2 separate regions of the Gasterosteus aculeatus genome follow, and region 2 is linked to region 1. Evidence: chromatin contacts called from public Hi-C data. All regions are on one chromosome and are shown on one strand. Each heading gives the region's core, a stretch centred on a gene start, on an enhancer-like site or on the middle of the called end of the contact. The rest is flanking DNA. Distances are from core to core; before and after follow the strand shown.

Region 1 (4,451 bases), core at 1,427-3,926:
AAGTGGATTGAACGGGTTAAATCCAGGTTAAGGTCTACTGGTCTGTAATCAAATAATCAGGACAATGTACGATGTGTCTTGTGTTACAGAGAAGCGACTCCCAGCCTAAATACGGAGGATTTTGGCTCGCTACACCTGCATATCTTCCTTTCACACCTCTGGACTGGTTCCAGTTCACTGTTCTGTTGCAGCCAGTAATCACAGAGTCACGGTTAACACAAAGAGGATTATCAGTGTCGGAGGACTGTCGGCTGCGGGCTTATAGGCCTGTGCAGCCATAGATTGAAAAAAAGAAAACAGTATCAGCCGTTTGATTTATTAGCCTATTATTGTTATTAGAATAATACGATTTCCATAATCATAAGGAAGCTAAAAATCACAGCCAGCACATGCTGGCATACATAACAAAAAAAAACAAAAGAAAATAACCTTCGTACAATTTGGAATTTATTTACTTAGTTTTACAGGATGTCTGAATTTTAAACAGTATATTAGATGGCGACTGTTGTTCAAAGGTTAAAATGTATTTTTCTTTGACAACTATGGCCTCATAAGGAGGTGTCTGGTAATAACGTTTTAGATCGGCTTGATTTTAGCTATGGTTTATAAACCTATTTAGTATTAATATCCAGTCTAATTGTGTATGCTTGTGTATTAACGCGATTGTGAAATAATAATTTTAGGAATAGTTAAATATGGCAGTAAAAGCTGCACGATTTGGTCTATAAAAATGCTTACTTGAGCCACAGATTCATAAAGAGACTGCCACGGAATTTTAAAAAAAATGCATGCAGTTATTTTGTATTTGCCTGGGACCAATTAGTTCGACTTTTAGTGTAATCACCACTGATTCGCTACAGAACAGCAGACCGATCCAAACCCTCTCTGACTATTTTCGGGTAGAATTGAGCTCGTTGTAAAACTAGTCCCAGGTGTGTTTGCGGTGGACTCACCGATGCACGAGCGTGTCTTGCCTTTGTTCCTCGAGCTGAAGCCGGACGACGCGCCCAGCAGGCTGCCCGGGTGGAACAGACTGCCGCCGTACTCGTGCGCCGCCGGCAGCGAGTAGGTCGGATACGTCGCTATGGGGTGATGCGTGGAGGGGGTCTGCGCGCTCATGGAGGCCAGACTGCTCCTCAGCGGACCGCAGTCCTCCAGCTTCATGCCCTCCGATAACGACACGTGGTATTTGATAGATTCCTTCTCGTCCATTCTGGCGGCGGAGGGAGACGCGGCCCCCGGGTCCGGTGATACGTCCTTTGGTGGCGTCGGGGGGAAAGCGTACAGATGCGGGCTGGAGTGGGACGACGGCGTTAACGAGGATGCGGAGGCCGCGTTGGAGCCGCTGCTGCACGGGTAGACGGCGGAGAGGCCGCCGGGGGACGCGGAGCCGCCGTGGTGGAGGCTGGGCTTGCTGAAGGGGCTGACGGACCAGGCGTTGTGGTGGTGGTGGTGGTGAGCCGACAGGGCGGCTTTCCCCCCGTCCAGCCATGAAAGCCCCGGGCTGTGGATGAGATGAGGCCCCGTCAGACGAGCTGAGAAATACAAAAAGACCAAAATTGATGAGGATGATTGATTCTGCATTACTTTTTTTTTGTCACTTGCGAGTTTGAATGCAAAATGAAGTACACTTGTTGATTCACTAGCCTGATTTAAGGTAACATAGCCTGAAATAGTATATATGAAATACATACCTAAACTAAGAAATAATATGTCGCATATTGCACTATTTATTTGTAAATCCCAATTATAACATCTCCCATTTTTATTATCTGGAGGGATAATAAAAATGGGAGATTTTTATTATCCCTCCCACCCCTTTTATTATCTCTTTTATTATCGGTAATAGTTACTTTTGCCTAGTCAATACATTCCATACTACAAAGGCCATTGTAGCTCATCTTACCATGCGCCTGGCTGTAGGACACTCTGGCCCTCGCAGAGTTATGGTAGTACGGGTTTCCTTGTGAGTCCAGGTGATTAAAGAAAACATCCACCTCATCCGGAGGCAGGAGCTGCGCCGTGGGCTCCATGTAGTTGTGTCCCAGGCCGTGGTGATGAGAGTCCGGGTGTTGTCCGTTCAGCATCGCATGGTGATGCATCCAGCGGGGCTGATCAGCCGCCACATCCATCGTGGTGGCTTCTGTGTTTCCGCGCTTTGGAGTGAACGAGTATCCAGAGGGAGAGGGTGGTCTAAAATGGTGTGTTCTTTACCAGATCTTCACTGTGTCCATTTAATGCAGTGTTTCCTCTGACTTTAAATCCCCTCTCTCCTCCTTGATATCGAGTCGAATTTGAAAACCTGCAAAAAAGATCAAACATCGGATGTTAATATTTTCAAGAGAGGGGGGGGGGGGCAGCTCATGTGTTGCGAGCAAAACAACTCGTCTACACGCAAAGTATTTACTACTGCATCACTCTGCTCACAACTCGTCCGCGAACCAATGCGCGCATTCTCACTTAAAAACGCTCAACACGACACTCAGACAAACACTGCGTACCTCTGCCGCGGCTATTAGCTGGCGCGGTTTGGGAGAAGTGTCCCCTCCGTGTCCCCTCTGTGCTGCGGCGGGTCCTCTCCGGTAGTCGGCTGGTGTTTGTCAAGAGTCCTCTCCGTCCGCCGGGACTTAAAGCAACACGTACCAGTGCGGGTGACAGCGCGCGGCCCGGCTTGTCAAGCTCACGGGGCGGAGTCTCCGTTAAAGATTTGACTCAGCCAATTGCAAACCACCTCTGCAAAACCTCAGAGTCCCTCCTCCTCCCTCGCCCCCCCCCCCCCCCCCCCCCCCCCCAACCAGAAAAAAAGACCCTTCAATAACACTCGCACGGAGAGACATGGCCTGGCAGCTCAGGGCGGAGACATTATGACTTTGTTTTATGTTTATTTATTCTATGGAATTCAATGTTTCAGTGTAATATTAATCACGAGTGTAATATTCCCAAAATCTGGCTGTTTATAGGCATTAGTCTCCCCGGTGAATTCCATTTTGTATAATTTCATAATCACGGTAAATTATTGCAAATATTAGCCACGGAGATGTCTCAAATATAATTGGACTATACATCATTTTACTTTTGGTGCTCAAAGCGCCATAATTGGACAAACTCAAAAGTAATGTCTCTATCCAGTAATGATGTGTGACTAGTTAATATGCGGACTACGGTTGAAAGTAGCTACCAAAACAATTCTGGAGAGAGCTGTCCCGTTAATGAACCATTGTTTCAACAATACAGACTAAAATAAGTGTGTTCTGGTGTGTTTACATCTCTTGGTGACAAATATATGGAAATTCACTAGGCTATATTTATTTGCCTGTGGTCACGCTCGGCCTTCGTGAAGCAATATTTCTAATTGTGAAAACACAATTTCCCCCAAAAAATAAAGCAATGATTTTTAAGAGTTATAATCTATACACTAAACTCTTGTTAAGATGCGTTCAGGGTTATACTCACGCATTTGGTTTACATTTAGGTGAAGAAACAATGTTTTGTTTAGTAATATGTCCCTCTCTCTCTCTCTCTCTCTCTCTCTCTCTCTCTCTCTCTCTCTCTCTCTCTCTCTCTCTCTCTAACTGTCTCTCTCTGTCTCTCGCCCTTCTAACCCCCCTCTCCCTCGCTCCCCCCTCTCTCTCTCTCCCCTCTAGCCCCTCTCTACCCTCGCACATGATTGACAGACACTAATTGAAGAGGGAGCGCGTGCAGCCCCAACCGGCGGACACGGCCGCCTGCTCGACGCCGTCTCCTGACGTCATTGCCTCACAGTGAAGAAGAAAAACAGAATCAGGACATGAACTTTTCCTAGTGAGAGAGAGATAGAGAGAGGGCGAGAGAGCGAGGGAGGGAGATGGGGGGAGATGGGGGTCCTCCGTCTGCTGCAGTCCCAGTGGGTGATCTCAAAGAAGGACACTGACCCTAAGGAGCATAAACAGTGCGTCACCCTGGATGTAAGACCAGGCCAACCAGCACTGCGTGGCAAACCACTGCCAAGGCAATAAATACGCAAATATTAGATTACATTCAATTCTATTGGAAAAAAATGTAATGCATCATGGGATTCCAACGGAAACCGCTGTGCGAGAAGAACACTGCCGAACTAAAAGGAAACAATGTTGCCGTAAAGCAGTCTGAGTTTTTTAGTTTATTTTATTGGGCTCCCTATCTTGCCTTTGAGCAAAATAACTGCGTAAAACCTCTGAGGCAATTAACATGAACCCTTCCGCTGTGGTCAAAAACGCCCATTTTTCGAAATTCCGAAAAAGGAGGCGATGAACATGGAAGCAGAATGTTCATCTGACTGAAACTCGAAAAGTATTCATTCTCTTTAAGTGTGCTACAACTCACAGCTATCCAGTTATTATTAGAGCGGTTTTTGTTGGGCCGAAACTTGAATGACAGCACTATCTATCTATTTGTTTTGCTATCTCTATTTCTTTATCTTTCTTTCTTTCTTT
Region 2 (5,166 bases), core at 1,544-4,043, 57 kb before region 1:
CAGAGTGCCATTGAGAAAATGACCAAGAGACTGCACAAAACTCTGGAGGGCACCAGGTCTGAATCCCATACAAGTATAAGAACACATTGGCATATATATATATATATATATATATATATATATATATATATATATAACCATATATATATATATATATATATATGGTTTGGGCATCCCATGTAATCTCAGTGGCCCAGGATTTGATCTCTTGCCAAAATTCCTCATTCATTACACATTCTTTTTCCCTCTCTGGATTCCACTGGTCTGTCCGTCTGACCCACAGTTTTTTTAAATTCAAATTAACTTTAATCATTTAATTATAATAATAATAATAATGTAAATATCATGTTTATTTCTGTTGACCAGATTTAAGGAATGTCCAGTGATTGCTGTGGCAGCAAAGCCCGGGGGCCCGGAGGCTGCTGCCCCAGAGGAGCCTCACGGAGTGCCAGAGTTAATAGAGGTAAAGTCCGGAAACACTCCGGTTTCCCTCCATAGTTACTAATTTAGCCCAAAAGAGCACATAAGTTCTCACTTATGAACAAGTGCGGTCAGTCAGCTGACAGACTGCTGCTATTCAAGTTGTGTTAAATTAAGAAAGAAAATCTTCAGCTACTACAAACTACTACACATACTTTCTTTGTCCAGTCAACATAGGTAGGTAGTATATAGTAGTACAGGACGTGCTGTCTGTTTATTGCTGTATAGATAAGTATATCTTACATTTGTTTAAAACATGTTGACATCCAGATATGTAGTGTACAGACATTTGGACATTTTTCATTGAGGAATAAACTAAGTCAATACTTTTCGATGGAAAAACAATACAGTGGATAATCTTATCACGTGCATAAATAAGTCGACATTATATGTGTCCTTCTTCTTGCCATCTTGGTTTTCCGTGTCAGCTTTTGAAGAAGCAGACGTACCTCCCTCAGCGAGACCCCGGAGGTGACCTCCTCATGGCTGTGGACCATTGTTTCTCCATCCGCGGTCAGGGAACCGTCATGACTGGAACCATCCTGCAGGGGTCGCTGGCCATCAATGACACTGTGGAAATCCCAGCGCTAAAGGTATGCTTAAAAATACATGAATTCAAAATCTCTGATATTTACAGGCAGGTAACATATCAGAGCGCTGGAAATCATTTTGTGGGAGCCGCAGAGACTCGGAAGTTCAGAAGTTGAGTGGAAGCGGGCAGACGGAGGGAAGGATGTCCCTATGGGTGCAGAAGATGTTTTAGTTTAATGTGAGGGAAGGATGAGGGGACCCTGGGTCCGTGGGTAATTTGGACCAGATGCCCACTTTCAGCCAGGCTCAGCAGTTCTCTGTACATTTCTCTTGTCCACCTCTTGGTGGCAGCAAATGGCTAAATTAACAGTTATTTGTTATGGAGTGTTGATCTGTGCCTCTACTGCTGATCTGTAGTAGACAAATAGTGAAATAGACAACAAAAACAAGCACAAAAAAATTGTGGTATGCCATATCCCGCAATCAAGGATTGTTGGTTTCCGTTCTCAGCTGCAAGTTCTGAAGCAACAGTGCATATTTAATGAAAATTGTATAATTTTTAGCTCTTAAATGCAAAAACTAGGTGGAAGCTGAATAACGATTGATTGAAATGGTAAAAAACTAACAACAAACACATCCGTCGCTGCAGCATTATGAGTTAAGACAAAGTGTATTCATCAGCCATAATGTACCGTGCTGTGGATTGATGTACTTCATGCTTTCTCTTGTCAGTTGTGTGTAAATATACCCTTAAAGAAGTATTAATATATTTTGCACTTGTATCTCTATGCTCTCTGACGTTAGGTGACAAAGAAGATAAAGTCCGTGCAGATGTTTCGGAAGCCAGTGTCGGGCGCCATGCAGGGGGACCGCGTGGGTGTGTGTGTGACACAGTTTGACCCTAAACTGTTAGAGCGGGGTGTGGTGTGCACCCCAGGGTCCCTGCGCACCCTGTATGCAGCAGTCATCTCTGTGAGGAAGATCGGCTACTTCAAGGGCTCTCTTGCCACCCGCGCCAAGTTCCACATCACAGTGGGTCATGAGACGGTCATGGCGAGGGTGATGTTCTTTGGCCTGCCACCTGCTGATGCCTCGCAGCCGCCCTCAGACACTAAGCCGTCTCCCCCTCAGCCCTGCTCACTGGACTCCCCCTTCTCCTTCGAGAGGGAGTACTTCTACCAGGATGAGTATGTCACTGGTCAGGGAGAGGCCAGTCTGGGTCCTGAGCCACAACAATGGGCCTTGTTGGAGTTTGAGAGGCCGGTCACATGCCCCTCACTCTGCCTGGTGATTGGTTCCAAGCTGGACACAGATATCCACGCCAATGCCTGCCGGTTGGCTTTCCAGGGCCGTTTGCTGCAGGGGTTTGAAGATAAAGGCTACGCTGAGACGGCCCTGCCTCGTCTGCGCATCTACAAGACCAAACACAAGGAGGGTCAGGTGGAAAGGGTGAGTGGGACACGCTTTCTATTTGAAATGAGTCTCTTTTTTTCGTCTTTTCTGACTGGCATCTTCTCTGCTCACCCGTGAGTGGTACCCTTCCTCCTCTGCCCTCTCTGTCACCTTGCGCTCCCTCTAGCTGTGTTTCCCCTTTGGATGTTTCTCATTGCTGGTGGCAGTGGACCGTGCCTGGCAGACAGAGCCCCTATTGTAAAGTCATAAACATGCACACACAAACAACCACGCACATTCAGCCCTGGTGATCAGTGTCTCCGGCTCTGGCTGGGTGTGCATGCCTTAGCAGGCAGCGTGACGCAGAGGTGTGCGTGGGTGGCGCACTGACGCCACCAGCTCTGTCTGCCTGTCAGAGGTTGGCCCTGTTTGGATACACCTGAGCGGCGCAGGAATACCCACATGGCTGTGTCAGTTAAGCGCCACTTTCTTCCTGCTCAGCTTCTTTCTCTCTCACACATGCACATTGCTTTTTGGTCCAGTGAGACTGTTGTTGCGCTCTGTCCTGAATCCTGAGCTCCCGTTCATGCCGAGCCGATCCATATCTCGGCTTATCTGATGCTGTTTCTTTTTTCTTATTGATTTCAGCTGATTTGAGAATTTTTCAAGAAGTCAGGACCCTCCAAACTTCCACTGTTTGTATTCCATCTGAACATGTAGTGACTCTCTTCTTCTGCCCTGTACAGTTGAGTGTTTCTGTGTGCGCCCTTGTCAGGTTCAGCCTCAGGTCAGGGGTCAAGCGTGTGAACTAGTTTCCTGCTGTTAGCACCTCAGGGTGTTGACAGCTCCAGTCAGTGACTCAGAATTGGAACAGCGTGAGGAAGAAGTCAGACTTTGGTCATGTGGCATTACGTTTGTTCTTCATCTATCTCACAGAGAGGGGCAGTTATGGTCCTTTTTGTGGAAGAACACATTGCTGGCATTGTCGAGACGTGACGGCCTCCTCTAGTCACAATTCATACGTCTGTCAGACGTGTAAAGCAACTGTATTTTTTTTAATCAGCGCATCAGTCACGCTGGAGGGACGTCTGGGTCAAATGTTCAAGAATGAATGAGAGTCAGGCAGAAGAGAGGGAGAACGGGTAGTGGGGGAGGTCAGTTGGAGACAGAGCGGTGCCCTCATGTTATCAGATTAGTGCCGGGTTAGATCGACTTAGTGATGGATGATAAGAAAGAAGTACAAACAAATACAACATAAAATATGCAGTATGAAAGGGATAGAGTGAGACAGCAAGGCGGCAGGCCTCGGAGAATGTGGCTTCTGGCATGTCATACAGTTGGGGAGGGGACACGGCAGACTATCAGCTCCTTATCCTCCCTCTGCTGTCACGAGTGAGTAAAATCCTGAAACGCCACAAGACGTGGACATCAGAGGAATTCAATATGAGATTCCGCTACTAAAATACACCCCGACATTTTCACACTCATAAACAGATGATCACATAATACTGTATTAAAATTCTTTGTATTAACGCTGCTCTTTCCTGCTCAGGTGACTGACGATTATTCTGTGATTGGCCGCAACCTGTTCAAGAAGGAGACCAACCTCCAGCTCTTTTTGGGGTTGAAGGTCGTACTGTCTACAGGCGAGACTGGCGTTGTGGAGGGTGGGTTTGGCCAGAGCGGGAAGTTCAAGATCCGAATACAAGGTAAGGTTCACCTGAGGTGAGACGTTACTGCATCTTCACCTCTGTTTCACCATGACCAAAACCAGCGCTGCTGCGTCACGCCCATAAAACTCCCTGTAGCTTTTAGGAAGGTCGCATCGCCACGTCTTCAACAAATACACACATCCAGAGCACTTTCCCGATCGGGGCTCTGCGGACCGTTTTCAGGATGCGGTAATAGTGGTAGGCCCGACATCCTGAGCCACATTCCCAGGATTCCTCTGGGGATTGCCTGTGTTCCGGGGGAAGTCTGTTCCCTGTTTATTTTACCTTCTGTTGCTCCGAGCCCACTGCTCCACACCGGGAGGGAAGAGAAAACAAAAACATTTAGAAAGAGAACCTCACCTACATCCTCTTCATTCTCAAAAGTCTGAGACACCGTAACGCACACTTCTCCTGGAATACAGACGTTCAGCGGTTTTCATCTAACACTTTAAAACAGAACATTCTGTTGATAAGATAACAATTAGTTTTCATCACCTATTCATCTACTCACTATTATCCGTATTATTACATAAGAACTGTGTGGTTTCCTTAAAGCCTAAGGCAATACGGTCACATTTGTTGTTCTGCTTGTCAACAAAAGAATAATTTTAGTATAACTCAAAGAAAAGCAGTAAATATGATCACATGTGAAATCTTGATTTAGAGTGTTTTGTAATTCGTGTTGATAAATTCATTCCTTTATTCTCTTATCTGTCATAAGGAAAGGAAACACGGTGGTCTAAGCGTGATTTTATACTGCTCCTAATAAACTTCACTTCACTAACCAACTTAACTGCCGACACTATTTTATTTCTCCACCAAAGCTAAATTTGACATCTGGTGTTTTTTATTTTGGATCTGAATCTACTGTCGAGTATGCGTACGCCACTAGTCATCCGTAAAAATGCTTCACGTGCACTGATCTTGATTCTCAGGCTTTAGTGGTTCAGTTTTTTTTATTACACAGTAGTTGGTAAACATTTTAGACATATCTTCCTTATACAAATGTATTTGAGGGCAATTCTAATGTCTCACTTGTATGTGAACCGAA

The links. A called contact is a pair of places that touch in the nucleus more often than the background predicts.
Region 2: a contact with region 1 is called in a Hi-C map of blood and trunk muscle, with 2.1 times the contacts expected there. The contact joins the enhancer-like site here to the promoter of gata2b in region 1. A contact is called at or near these places in 6 of 6 Hi-C or Micro-C datasets (blood and trunk muscle, liver, skeletal muscle and 2 more).

Annotation. Positions count from the first base shown.
Region 1 is chr17:10,342,926-10,347,376 of fGasAcu3.hap1.1, reverse strand. It overlaps gata2b (GATA binding protein 2b), which reads right to left and starts at 2,676. Exons shown (of 6, transcript XM_040204785.2): 1 at 2,502-2,676; 2 at 1,907-2,302; 3 at 975-1,535. The coding sequence starts at 2,132.
Region 2 is chr17:10,399,123-10,404,288 of fGasAcu3.hap1.1, reverse strand. eefsec (eukaryotic elongation factor, selenocysteine-tRNA-specific) reads left to right here. Exons shown (of 7, transcript XM_040202727.2): 2 at 1-56; 3 at 367-463; 4 at 909-1,073; 5 at 1,816-2,460; 6 at 3,956-4,112. Among protein-coding and RNA genes, the nearest start is that of ruvbl1, 4.8 kb to the left of the region's middle. Within about 2 kb of position 2,793, at least 5 of the 9 cell types and tissues checked have open chromatin away from gene starts, as enhancers often do.